Linked DNA regions of Mus musculus: regions 2 and 3 are each linked to region 1. A link is a contact called in public Hi-C and Micro-C data. All regions are on one chromosome and are shown on one strand. Each heading gives the region's core, a stretch centred on a gene start, on an enhancer-like site or on the middle of the called end of the contact. The rest is flanking DNA. Distances are from core to core; before and after follow the strand shown. Region 1 holds the start of Spo11 (SPO11 meiotic protein covalently bound to DSB). Region 2 has its middle 52 kb from the start of 1700021F07Rik. Region 3 has its middle 3.5 kb from the start of Gm35864.

Region 1 (3,884 bases), core at 808-3,307:
GTGGAGTCTGTAGACCTGCGATTCAGGTCTGTCTCCAAGGGACATAAAAGGGGAGCCGTGTGTGAAACTCAGAAGAAAGCTGTGATGTCACCTTGCCCTCCCTCTTCAAGTCCTTCTGAAGCTTGCCTGTTGTGTGGCTGTCCTCCGGAGGAAAACTAAAACCAAAACCAAACCAACCAACCAAACAAACAAAAAGGCCACCACTCAGGACAAAGGGCTAGTTCCGCCAGGAAGAACCCTGCAAAATGCCAGCCCACCCTGAGCCAGACCCCTGGAGGCCCCTGGGTTCCCCAGGATCTGACATGAACCTGGCATCAAAGCCTCCCTCTTGGAGAACCGGCTCGCATGCTCAGCCTCGCATGCAGCTCTCAACCTTTCTGAGCCCAGACTCTCCATCCAGAAAATGAGGGTGAGTTTTCCCTACTCATTTCAAGTGTACCTATCTCCTGGTACACTTACCTGAGGTTCGCCCGTTTGTGTTCAGTTGCTGCATCTCCTTGGGCTGAGGGCTTCCTGAGGACAGAGACCTAGCTCCCTCATCCCTCTGGTAACCAGCACTGCATAGCACATGAGAGGCAACAGGAAGGAGTGTGATAATGATAAAGAAAGGCTCTTCACACAGGTCTCACACACACACACACACACACACACACACACACACACACACACACACACACACGCAGTGTTGGCTTTTAGCCTAGGCTCCACTCCATAGTTACTTGGCAATAGCCAGCTGGGCCTGACTCATTATAAAAGGGGTTGCTTGCCCCCTCCTCTCTCTCTCTCTCTCTCTCTTGCTCTCCTGTCCTTGCTCTCTTCCCCTCTTCCCCCTCTTTCCCCATTTCCCTCCCCCCTTCCTCCCCCCCATGTGCTCATAGCCAGCCTCTACTCCTCTATCCCCACCCCCCCTTTCTCTCAACTCCCTTCCCCATCCATGCCCTAAATAAACTCTATTCTATACTACAGAATAGTATAGGGAAGTGTGGCTGGTCCCTCAGAGGGAAGGGATGCCTCAGCATGGGCATGCAGAGAGGAGGCTGTTATTTCTGCCACTAGACTATTAGAAATAAAAACTATCAACTGGGGCCTGTGGTCAGGTGGCTCTCACGGGATCAGTCCCAGCATCTCTCATACACCTTGATTCAAGCCACTTTGGTCCAGTCAGTTTTTTACCTCATCCCAGTCTCTCTTTGTTAAGGATACGGTTCTAAGAGTCAAGGCTCCTCTAGGACTTCAGAAATCCCACCTTCTGCTCTAGAAGGCTCAGAGAGAATAAAGCGAGACATGTCTTACCGTAGGTCTGCAAGGAGAGGAAGTGATATTCACGCTATTAAGGCTTAGGATGGAAATACTATTTTCAGATAAGCAACAACTTTTTATATATTTTTAAAAATTCACTTTTTTTAAAAAAATATTTTTATGTGTGAGTACCACATGCATGCAGGAACCCACAGAGGCCAGAGGGCATGAGGTCCCATGGAAGTGTAGTTTTAGGCAGATATGAGTTGCCTGGCGGGGGTCCTAAGAAATGAATGAACCTAGGCTCTCTACAAGTGCATTAAAATTCTTAACGCCGAGCTTTCCCCAACGACAATCTTCTTAATAAAAGCAAATCCCAAACATGTTTTGGACAGTAAAAAGCCTTTAATCCCGGCACACAGGAGGAGGCAGGTGGAGAGGACCTGGTACAGAGGCAGGAAGCCAAACCAGGCAGAAATGTTTCCCTTCTCCCATACCTATCCCCAGGTCCATGACCGTCCTAGTGAAAAGTTGTAATTATTACCTCCCCAAATGACCCCCCAAAAGAGCTTTGCAAGTATTATTTCCCCTAAGTTATCAGACCAAGAAAACCTCGACCCCAGAGATCTGCATCTGAGAGCTTCATGTCCTCCCTGAAGGGTAGTGTGTGTGTGTGTGTGTGTGTGTGTGTGTGTGTGTGTGTGTGTGTGTGTGTGTGTGTGTTGGGGGGGCGCCTCAGAGGCCCCTGCGCCTGCGCACTCTGCTCCGCGGGCTGTCCCGCGGTCAGTGGTGCAGTGCGCATGCGCGTGGCTAGAGCGCGGAAAGGTTCGCAGGGGCAGGAGGCCTCAGAGCGGCTCCGCATCCGCCATTATGGCGTTCGCGCCTATGGGGCCCGAGGCCTCGTTCTTCGACGCCCTGGATCGGCACAGGGCTTCCCTGTTGGCCATGGTGAAGAGAGGCGCAGGGGAGACCCCTGCCGGGGCCACCCGCGTGGCCTCTAGGTACAGCAGCTCGGCAGGGCCATGGAAAGCCCGGGAAGGTTCCTCGTGGCGCCGAGGTGGCCTCCGTGGGGAGAGCGTCGGAGGCCACGTCCGAGCCCCGAAGTCGGTGCTCCCTAGTGCTCCCTGGTGGTGACCGGGACCCTGTACACACCAGATGTTTTCTAGAATGTTCCAGGCGCCCCGCTCTGGCTTAGTTCCTAGGTTTATCAGTGTCCTTTATAGTCAGAGAGCTTGAGACTTGCTTTGGATTTATGGGGCTTTGTCTTGTTTTGTTTTGTTTGTTTTTGTTTTTGTTTTAAATGAAAGCTGGGCTTTAATTTCAGCACCGGGAGGCTGAGGCAGGCAGGTTTCTGAGTTTGAAATCAGTAGTTCCAGAATAGCCAGGGCTGTTAGACAGAGAAACCCCATGTTGAAAAAAAATTGTGTGTGTGTGTGTGTGTGTGTGTGTGTGTGTGTAAAATAGGTTTGGGAGTGAGGGATAGAAGAGGAAAGAGAAAGTGAAAAGCGTTTACTCTCTGAACTACCACTAATTAATTTCTCAGAACTAACAAGGACATCATCACATTTTAAGTAATTTATAATAAGACTTTTTTTTTTTTAACCTGAAGGGAACAGATGAACATATTGTAAGTAATTTCTTCACAACCAACTACAGAGACTCTCCTACGGTTCACCTGACTATATCTTGACCTTCAGTATTTGTCTCAGCCTATTCCAAACTTTGAAAAAAATTGTGTTAGAAAATAGTAAATGTTTTAAAATCCATTTTCTGATCTATCCCCCCCCCCACATACACACAGTAGAAACGTTGAGAATTGTGTGGTTGTTAAAACTCAACATTTTGCCCATCTTCTTTGTTTAGCTTGGCTTTCCTCCTTAGGCAATGTGCCAATGTTGCTTAAAATGATTGAGATATATATTTTTTTTAAACTGATGGTTTGTGAAATTAACAGCCAGCTGGAGAAAGCTGGGTTCAGTCTTGATATTTTGTGGTAAAGAGGCATGATTTTTTTGTGGCCAAGTGAACTATTTAGTACAAAATTCATTTTTTTTTCTTTTCTTGTAGTGATTAATTTTTTTCCTTTTGAATCATTACAATTTAAGATGGTTAATTTTTAGTCATGATATCAATTTTAGGGCAATGTGCTATAAGAAAGTATGTATGTGTGTGAGAGCGAGCGCGCTTGCTCACTTGCAGGAGCGTATATGTGTGTTAATGTTTCTGCATTGAATTCTTGGGAAGGAAGTTCAAAGCTAGTCTTACATCATCCTCAGTTAAAACATTTTTACAGTAGTATTTCAAGCCAAGTCTGTATTGAAGTTCAGCGACATTGAAGTAAGTTAATGTGAGCAAATAAAAAATGTATTTGTAAGTTATATTAGCTCGTCATTAATGCAAAAGGGTTCTTTGAAAGAGGAATTTACAGGTAAATCTAATTTTTTGTAAGTAAGCGCTATGAGAACAGTTGTTGGAATCCATGCCAAGGTAAGAATTTGGTAAGAGAGATGGTTACTGACATGTGTTTGCAAGGCTTAAAGAGACAAACAGAAGCGAGGAGGGGTGGTCCACATCTGCAATCCCACCATCCAGGAAAGCAAGGGAGGATTGTGGGTTTGAGGCCATTCTGAACTTCATGGTGAGTT
Region 2 (3,884 bases), core at 385-2,884, 490 kb after region 1:
GGTGGGGGCACGGCTCTGCAACCCAGGAGGTAGAAGGTAGAGGCAAGAAGGTAAGGAGTTCTAGGTCACCCTCAGTTACTTAGTAAGTTCATGGTCAGTTTGGGCTACACGCGCCCCACACCCCCACACAAGCTTCCTCCTGTCAATGGGCAAGGTATCAGTCCCTTTGGGACATGACTGTGATACAGGCCACATTTGTAAAGGAGTAGACACACACACACACACACACACACACACACACACACACACACACTCACCGCCCCTTGGAGGATGACAGCTACTGGTTTCCACAACTTGCCTGGTGATCTGTTAAATGAGGGACAAATCAAAAAATCAAATGCATTTTGTACTGTGGTAAATGTTGTGGTCCCCCAGCCTCTGCTTGGGGGGCTCACTGCCATCCTGACACAGACACAAAGGTGCCAGACAACGTGGAAATCAAAGTCTTGCACTGCATTCTTGGGAGAAATGAGTTTTGAAAGCAGGCCACTGCCCCAAACCAGCAGGGCAGAGGCAGGTCAAGCAGGGAACCTTGGCAGCATGGAGACCACTGGAGCCAGAAGTCCAGGGATAGCAGCATGGGGGTTTTGATCATTGCCAAAGACTGCATGGAATAGTCTAGAATTTCTGATGGGGGCTTCAGTGTAATCTAAGAGAGACCCCACAACCTCCTGACTTTCATCTCAAGGAGCCCTCAGACCCTCTGAGTAATGGGGAACAGAAAGAGTACATATGAAATATTTCCAGAACTTTCTCTACGACAGAGTCCCTCCTGCATGCACATGGCCAGAGGCTCATCTTGCTGCAGGAAGGGTACATTCTTACATCAGCTCCTATCTACCACCCTGTCCTACCTAAGGACAGGGACAGCCCATGCTCCCCGGGAGTCTACAGAGCACCCCACTCCAATCTCCCCACATGCAGCATGTTTGTGGGGTCACAGAGGAGCCTGGAGGAGACAGCATTCAACACAGATTCTCTGAGAAGGTTTGGGAGGAGTTTGAGGTCAAGAATAAAGGGAGAAAAAGAACCTGGTTTGTTAATCCCACTGGTCGAGAATAAGACCACTACCACCATTTTTGAGCCAAATTTGGAACAAGTTTTATTTTATTGGGGCACACCAGAAAACTGACCAGGGACTGTCCCCTAAGTCGGGTTCAAGAGATATGCTAGGTCTATTTCTCAGCATGAGAAGTATGAGAAGTCGCAAAGCAGTTTAACAGACGTTACAGTAGGGCAGTTGAGAAATACAGAAAAATCTCAGAAAAACAAAAACCTCAAAAAAAACCCCAAAAACCAACCAACCAACAAAACCAGCCATCTTCATGTGGCCCCAGATTAGGGGGGGGGGTCAGGATGTTCTCAAAAACAAGTCAATGTCATGGGTTTGGGCAGGTCAGGTTCCAGGAAACAGAAACTTAAAACCCCAGCTCTTAGAGTAAAGTTACTTTTAACAAATCAACAGAATGGCTTCTGCCTTCAAAATAGAGTCAGGCAGGCTCCTCGTGGCTTGACTAAGAACATCCTCGTAGTCTCAGACATTTGACTGCTTGGTCCCCTGTTAACAGAGCTGTTTGGAGGTTTAGGAGATGTGGGCTTGTGGGAGGAAGTGTGCCACTGGGGGCGGGCTTTGAGGTTTCTGAACCGTGCATCATTCACCGTCCACTCCTGTCACCTGCTTGAGGGCTGAGGTGTGAGCTCAGCTGTGCCTGCACCGCGTCTTCCTTCCACCATCACACACTTCCACCTTTGAAACTGCAAGCCTGAGTCACACTTTCTTCAGTAAGTTGACTTGGCTGTGGTGTTTTGCCACACAATAGGACACTAGCTAGTTCTGAAGTTGGCATCTGAGAATGGCCTATTGCTGTGCCAGACCTGGCCATGTGTTTTGGGGGAATGTGGAAGAGTTTGGGCCTTTGAGCTTAAACAAAACAAAACAAAAACAATGCTTAAACACTGTAATCGGAGGACGATTGTTCTTCTTCACGGGCTCTTGGAAGACAATAGGGCCATATCACTTTAAATGTGAGTGGTCTAATTATATCAGCTAAAAACAAACTGCCGAAACAGAAAAGAAATGGGAGCCAATTGTGTAACAAAGTGTATATTAGGAGTACACCTTAAAAAGGAGGTCAGAAGGATACACATTGGTAAGGAAGAAGTCAAGATATCACTATTTGCAGATGATATGATAGTATGCATAAACAACCCCCAAAATTCCACCAGAGAGCTCCTATAGCTGATAAACAACTTCAGCAAAGTGACTGGATATAAATTTAACCCAAACAAATCAGTAGCCTTCCTCTACTGAAAGGATAAACAGGTTGCAAAAGAAGTTAGGGTAACAACACCCTTCACTATAATCACAAATAATATAAAATACCTTGGTGTGACTCTAACCATGCAAGTGAAAGAGTTGTATGACAAGAACTTCAAGTCTCTAAGGAAAGAAATTGAAGAAGACTTCAGAAGATGGAAATATCTCCCATGCTTATGGATTAACATAGTAAAAATGGCCATCTTACCAAAAGCAATCTACAGATTCAATGAAATCCACAACAAAAATTTCAATTCAATTCTTCACAGAGATAGAAAGAACAATTCTTAAACTCATCTGGAATAACAAAAAACTATTCTCAACAATTAAAGAACTTCTGAGGGAATCGCTATCCCTGATCTTAAGCTATACTACAGAGCAATAGTGATAAAAACTGCATGGTACAGAGACAGGCGGGTAGGGGTAGATCAATTGAATAGAATTGAAGACCCAAAAATAAACCCACACACACCTATGGCCACTTGATCTTTGACAAAGAAGCCAAAACTACCCATTGGAGAAAAGACAGCATATTCAACAAATGTTGCTGGTTCACTGGTGGTGGGCATGTAGAAGAATGCAAACTGACCCATTCTTATCTCCTTGTACAAAGCTCAAGTTCAAGTGGATCAAGGACCTCCACATAAAGCCAGATACACTGAAACTAATAGGAGAGAAAGTGGGAAAGAACCTTGAACTCATTGACACAGGAGAAAATTTCCTGAACAAAACACCAATGGCTCGGGCACTAAGATCAACAATTGACAAATGGAATCTCATAAAATTGAAAAGCTTCTGTAAGGCAAAGGACACGGTCAATAGGAAAAAAACCCAGCAACCTACAGATTGGGAAAAGATCTTTACTAGCCCTACATCCAATAGAGGGCCAATATCCAAAATATACAAAGAACTCAAGAAGTTAGACTCCAGAGAACCAAATAACCCTATTCAAAATGGGGTACAGAGCTAAACAAAGAATTCTTAACTGAGGAATCTCGAATGGCCTAGAAGCACCTAAAGAAATGTTCAGTATCCTTAGTCATCAGGGAAATGCAATCAAAAGGACCCTGAGATTCCACCTCACACCAGTCATAATGGCTAAGATCAAAAACTCAAGTGACAGCAGATGCTGGCGAGGATGTGGAGAAAGAGGAACACTCCTCCATTGCTTATGGGATTGCAAGCTGGTAAAACCACTTTGGAAATCAGTCTGTCAGTTCCTCAGAAAATTGGGAATAGTTCTACCTAAAGACCCAGCTATCTACCACTCCTGGGCATATACCCAAAAGATGCTCTAACATACAACAAGAACACATGCTCCACTATGTTTATAGCAGCCTTATTTATAATAGCCAGAAGCTGTAAACAACCCATATGTCCCTCAAAGGAAGAATGGATATAGAAAATGTGGTACATTTACACAACAGAATACTACTCACTTATTAAAAACAATGACTTCATGAAATTTGCAGGCAAATGGATGGAACTAGAGAATATCCTGAGTGAGGTAACCCAGATACAAAAGAACACACATGGTATGCACTCACTGATAAGTGGATATTAGAAA
Region 3 (3,884 bases), core at 730-3,229, 460 kb before region 1:
TCCTGACCTTTGGCACAAAGGTTGGAAGTTCTGTTCTGGCCTTGGAATCCAGCACCACCTGCCAAAGTGGGAACAAAGACCTAATCCACCCAAGACTGTAGTTCTAGGGAAGTCCCTAAATGTACCGGCCTTGCTTTTCTGCTTCTGTAGTTCCGCGTATGGCTAACTGTTCTTACTAACTGAGATACATCAGCCCAGGATGTGGATTTTGTACTTAAAAGCCCACCCTGAAAGGCTCAAGAAGACACCTGAACACCCAGGGTAGTTGCGGGTCAGCCAATAAAGAGTTGCTATTGACTTGAACCCGTGTCCAAGTGGTCTTCTCTAGTGGACACTTCACAATTTCGGCTGACCTTGAACTGGCAGCCATCTTGCCTCAGCCTGACAATCTGATGAGCTAGGACAGGCATGCAGTGCTTTGGTTATCTATTGTTTCGTACCCTTCCCAGATGTCCTTGAACTGTCTTTGAACTTGTGACCCTGGGTAGCTGGGCTGTCAGACCCCAGGAGTGTTCAGCCCAACTTTATCAACAGCATCAACTGCGTCTCTCTCTCTCTCACTCACTCTTTCTCTCTTCCTCCCTCCCTCTCCCTTTCTCTCCCTCCCTCCTTCCCTCCCTCCTTCCCTCCCTCTGTTCCCCCCCCACACACACACACACAGTTGTCCTTCTCTGTGTGTTTTGCTTCTACACAGGATCTGAGGTGGCCAGAACCAACCTCAAGCTCACCATGTGGCTGAAGGTGGGTTGGACAGGGCTTGCAGTTAACAACTGCTTTGTTGTTTTCATTTTTCACTATTTATTTTTACGAGGCGGGATCTTGTTCTGTAGCCCTGGCTGTCCCAATATATTGGTCGCAATATATAGACCAGGCTGACCTCAGACTCACAGAGATCCGATTGCCTCTGCCTCCAAAGTGCTGGGGTTAAAGGCAAGCAATTGCTTCTTAGTTATAAAACGAGGACACCTCTATGATCCACATAAAACCATGGGAAAAATGGAATAAAGTAAAAAATTAAAAGCAGCTGTCGGAGCCCTTCACCTCCAGAACAATTTTACAGGACTTCGCATGCCAGCTTGGATTTCATTAGTATCCAAGTGGGTGAGCTCCACTTGCCCTCGAACCTGCAAAAGTGCGTTCACACCCCGGCCCACCCCACCCTGAATTCAGCACGCGACCACTCGTGGAAGTCCTGACTCCCAGGCTGTATCCAAGCAGGCTGAAGCAGCACAGACTCGGTTAACAGGAGTGACTTTCAGAACTGTCAGTACTGGATTCTGGAATCTACCATGTCTAGTGCTGGGGATGTGACCAGAGGTGACCTTTGCCCCTAAGCAGCCAGCTCCCTTCTTTCCCCTTGCTCTTCATTCTGCACGTCCTTGGTGCTTCCTCTGTGCCCTGGTTCCCCTTGATGTGAGAGGCCAACAAGTGGCCAGCACTGCTGGAGCTTGGCAGAGCCGGGCAGATCACCCTCACATTCAGAAACAGATGTGGCTGGTTTTCTTACAACCACTTGCCGTGTTCTATCTCCAAGAAGCTCAGGAGTACAGGGATCCCAACAAAAATCCTAGCTCAGCTCAGAGCTCGGTTGACAGAATGCTTGCCCAGAACACACACGGCCTAGGGTTCCATCCCAGTACCTCATAACCCGGTGTGCTGATGCTCATGGGACTCCCAGTGCTTAGAAGCAAGAGAATCAGGAGGTCAAAGTACGAGCTATGTAGAAAGTTCCAGACCACTCTAAGCACCATGATTCCAGGTGAGGGGGGGGGGGGGAGGAAAGACCTAAACGAACAAAAAAAAAAAAAAAAAAAATCCTACCGTACAAGGCAAGCCTTGAGGAAGCACTCGCTGAGGGAATTATTGAGCAATTTTTGCTTCCCGCTGTGGGTTCACCTCTGCATGAAGCTTCATAAAAGATCCTGACGCCCTACGCATTGCTGGCCCCGGGCTACAGGAGGTGAAATCTCGCTGCAGCTCAGATTCCTGAGACAGGTGCGCCTGAGTGGTCACCAGGCTGTCCCAATCTCAGGGCAGATCAGGGGGCCCCTCCCAGGCTCCGATTCAGGAGTTCTGGGTGAACCCCAGCAACGTAAATTTCAACGTAAATTTCTAGTGAGTGTTCTTCTAGGAAAGGCTGATGCTCTTGGGGGTCTCTTTAGGAGTGGAAGTTGGAGAGTTCCCCTAGCAACGGCCATTGAGGTAAAAGATCCCACAGAACCAACCAGGAACCAGAAGGCTCCACCTTCGGCTCAGCCAGGTGGCCGCTCTTCCTGGGCCATGTGGCTCCCTGCCGCATCTGCCACTGACAACGGCCCCTGGAGGGAAACTGGGCTCAGGCAGATGTTCAGTAGCCTAACTTCATAGTAAGTTTTCTTCTGCCATGGGCTAAATACACCGTAGATTCTCATCAGCCATGGGCGACAGACACGGTGGATTCATCCTCCGGCCTCAGTCACCGTACCTGCCAAAGGGGCGGGGGCGGGGGTGGGGGTGGGCAGAAGTGATTGGCCCAACAGAATCAGGTCCAGTAAGGGTGGATGGGGACAGAGAGCCAGAGCGGGCTATATTTGCTGGCCTTGCAGAATCCTATACCTACGGTTAACTTGCGTGTGCCTACAAGGAAAATAAGAAGCTAAAGTCAGGAAAACTCTAGGTTTGGAAGACACGAGGACCACTGTTAAAGTGTTACCTTCCAGACTTGAAAGGGAACCATCAGGGTGTTCTAACCCCACCCCACCCCCAGCCCCCCATCTTGCCCCAGTTGCCAGCTACTTCTCTAGCTCATTCTTCTCAATTTTGATATCTGAAATACTTCACGTTTGAAATTTTTTGGTAGATGGTTGTGGCGCTCCGCCTTCCTGTCTTCACGCGAGCCTTGCCTGTGGCTGAGCTTTAACAACATTTTAACTAAATTTTTTAAATCACATTTATTTATTGTTTTCTAGTTGAGGGTGTGTAGTGCAGACGTGGAGGTCAGAGGACAGCTTTTGGGGAGCCAATCTTCCACTTGTGTCATTTGGGGCCCACGGGTTGACGGCTTGGCCGTAAGGGCCTTTCCCCACTGGAACCTCTTGCCAGCCTAGCGTCACTTTGCGGCTATGGATGACGCTCTCGCTGTCTCCTGTCTGGAAAGAGTCACCTTTTCCTTCCCCGGTGTATCTCCTAATGGCACCTCTGAAGAATGTGGAAGGACACCTTTTACTGCGTGCCTGTCCCCCCATGCAGGTGGATTTCTGTTACTTCCAGGGAAGCCTGGTCTACTTAATGAGCTCCAGGCCAGGACTCTGTGTTCACAAAGACCTTCGTGACCTTGTGTCCTACATAAATAAATAAATAAATAAATAAATAAATAAATAATAGATAGATAGATAGGAAGAAAGAAAGAAAGAAAGAAAGAAAGAAAGAAAGAAAGAAAGAAAGAAAGAAAGAGGAAGGGAGGGAGGGAGGGAGGGAGGGAGGAAGGAAGGAAGGAAAATATTATTGCACTATTGCAGGGAGCAGCGGCTCGTGCTGGTAATCAGTGTTCACGGGGCTGAAGAGATGGAGCCGCCGTGGTTAAGTGCACTGGATGCTCTCTCAGAAGACCCGGGTTCAGTTCCCAGTGCCCACATGGTGGCTCCTATCTATCGCCTTAGTTCTAGGAAATCTGATGCTCCTGGCCTCCTCTGGTACCTTGAACACACATGGTGTAAACACACACACATGCATGTGCACGCATGCCTGCGTGAATACAAATAAATTTGTTTGTTTGTTTGTTTGTTTTCGGGCTATCTGAGATGGCATCTCCCTGTGTCGCCCTGGCTGGAATCTGAGTTATAGACCAGGCCGACCTTTAACTCACAGAGATCCACTTGCTTCTGCCTCCCCAGTGCTGAGATCAA

What was found. Hi-C and Micro-C count contacts between places; a contact is called where the count stands out from the background.
Region 2: a contact with region 1 is called in a Hi-C map of pro-B cells, with 2.9 times the contacts expected there. The contact joins the enhancer-like site here to the promoter of Spo11 in region 1. A contact is called at or near these places in 2 of 484 Hi-C or Micro-C datasets (CD4 T cells and pro-B cells), 2 of 115 datasets of contacts at active chromatin or transcription factors (memory CD8 T cells and thymic regulatory T cells) and 1 of 9 other capture datasets (embryonic stem cells).
Region 3: a contact with region 1 is called in a Micro-C map of embryonic stem cells, with 2.2 times the contacts expected there. The contact joins the enhancer-like site here to the promoter of Spo11 in region 1. A contact is called at or near these places in 6 of 39 promoter capture datasets (the 3T3-L1 cell line, cranial neural crest, frontonasal cranial neural crest and 3 more), 1 of 484 Hi-C or Micro-C datasets (embryonic stem cells) and 2 of 115 datasets of contacts at active chromatin or transcription factors (both in embryonic stem cells).

The regions. Positions count from the first base shown.
Region 1 is chr2:172,977,785-172,981,668 of GRCm38.p6, forward strand. It overlaps Spo11 (SPO11 meiotic protein covalently bound to DSB), which reads left to right and starts at 2,058. Exons shown (of 13, transcript NM_012046.2): 1 at 2,058-2,240. The coding sequence starts at 2,110. Gm52538 (a long non-coding RNA gene) reads right to left here and starts at 1,336. Exons shown (of 3, transcript XR_003953974.1): 1 at 1,294-1,336; 2 at 460-557.
Region 2 is chr2:173,468,322-173,472,205 of GRCm38.p6, forward strand. No RefSeq gene overlaps it. Among named protein-coding and RNA genes, the nearest start is that of 1700021F07Rik, 52 kb to the right of the region's middle. Within about 2 kb of position 1,635, at least 62 of the 459 cell types and tissues checked have an H3K27ac peak or open chromatin away from gene starts, as enhancers often do. A contact at or near this core is called in memory CD8 T cells, pro-B cells and thymic regulatory T cells, where this site is marked.
Region 3 is chr2:172,520,747-172,524,630 of GRCm38.p6, forward strand. No RefSeq gene overlaps it. Among named protein-coding and RNA genes, the nearest start is that of Gm35864, 3.5 kb to the left of the region's middle. Within about 2 kb of position 1,980, at least 5 of the 459 cell types and tissues checked have an H3K27ac peak or open chromatin away from gene starts, as enhancers often do. A contact at or near this core is called in embryonic stem cells, where this site is marked.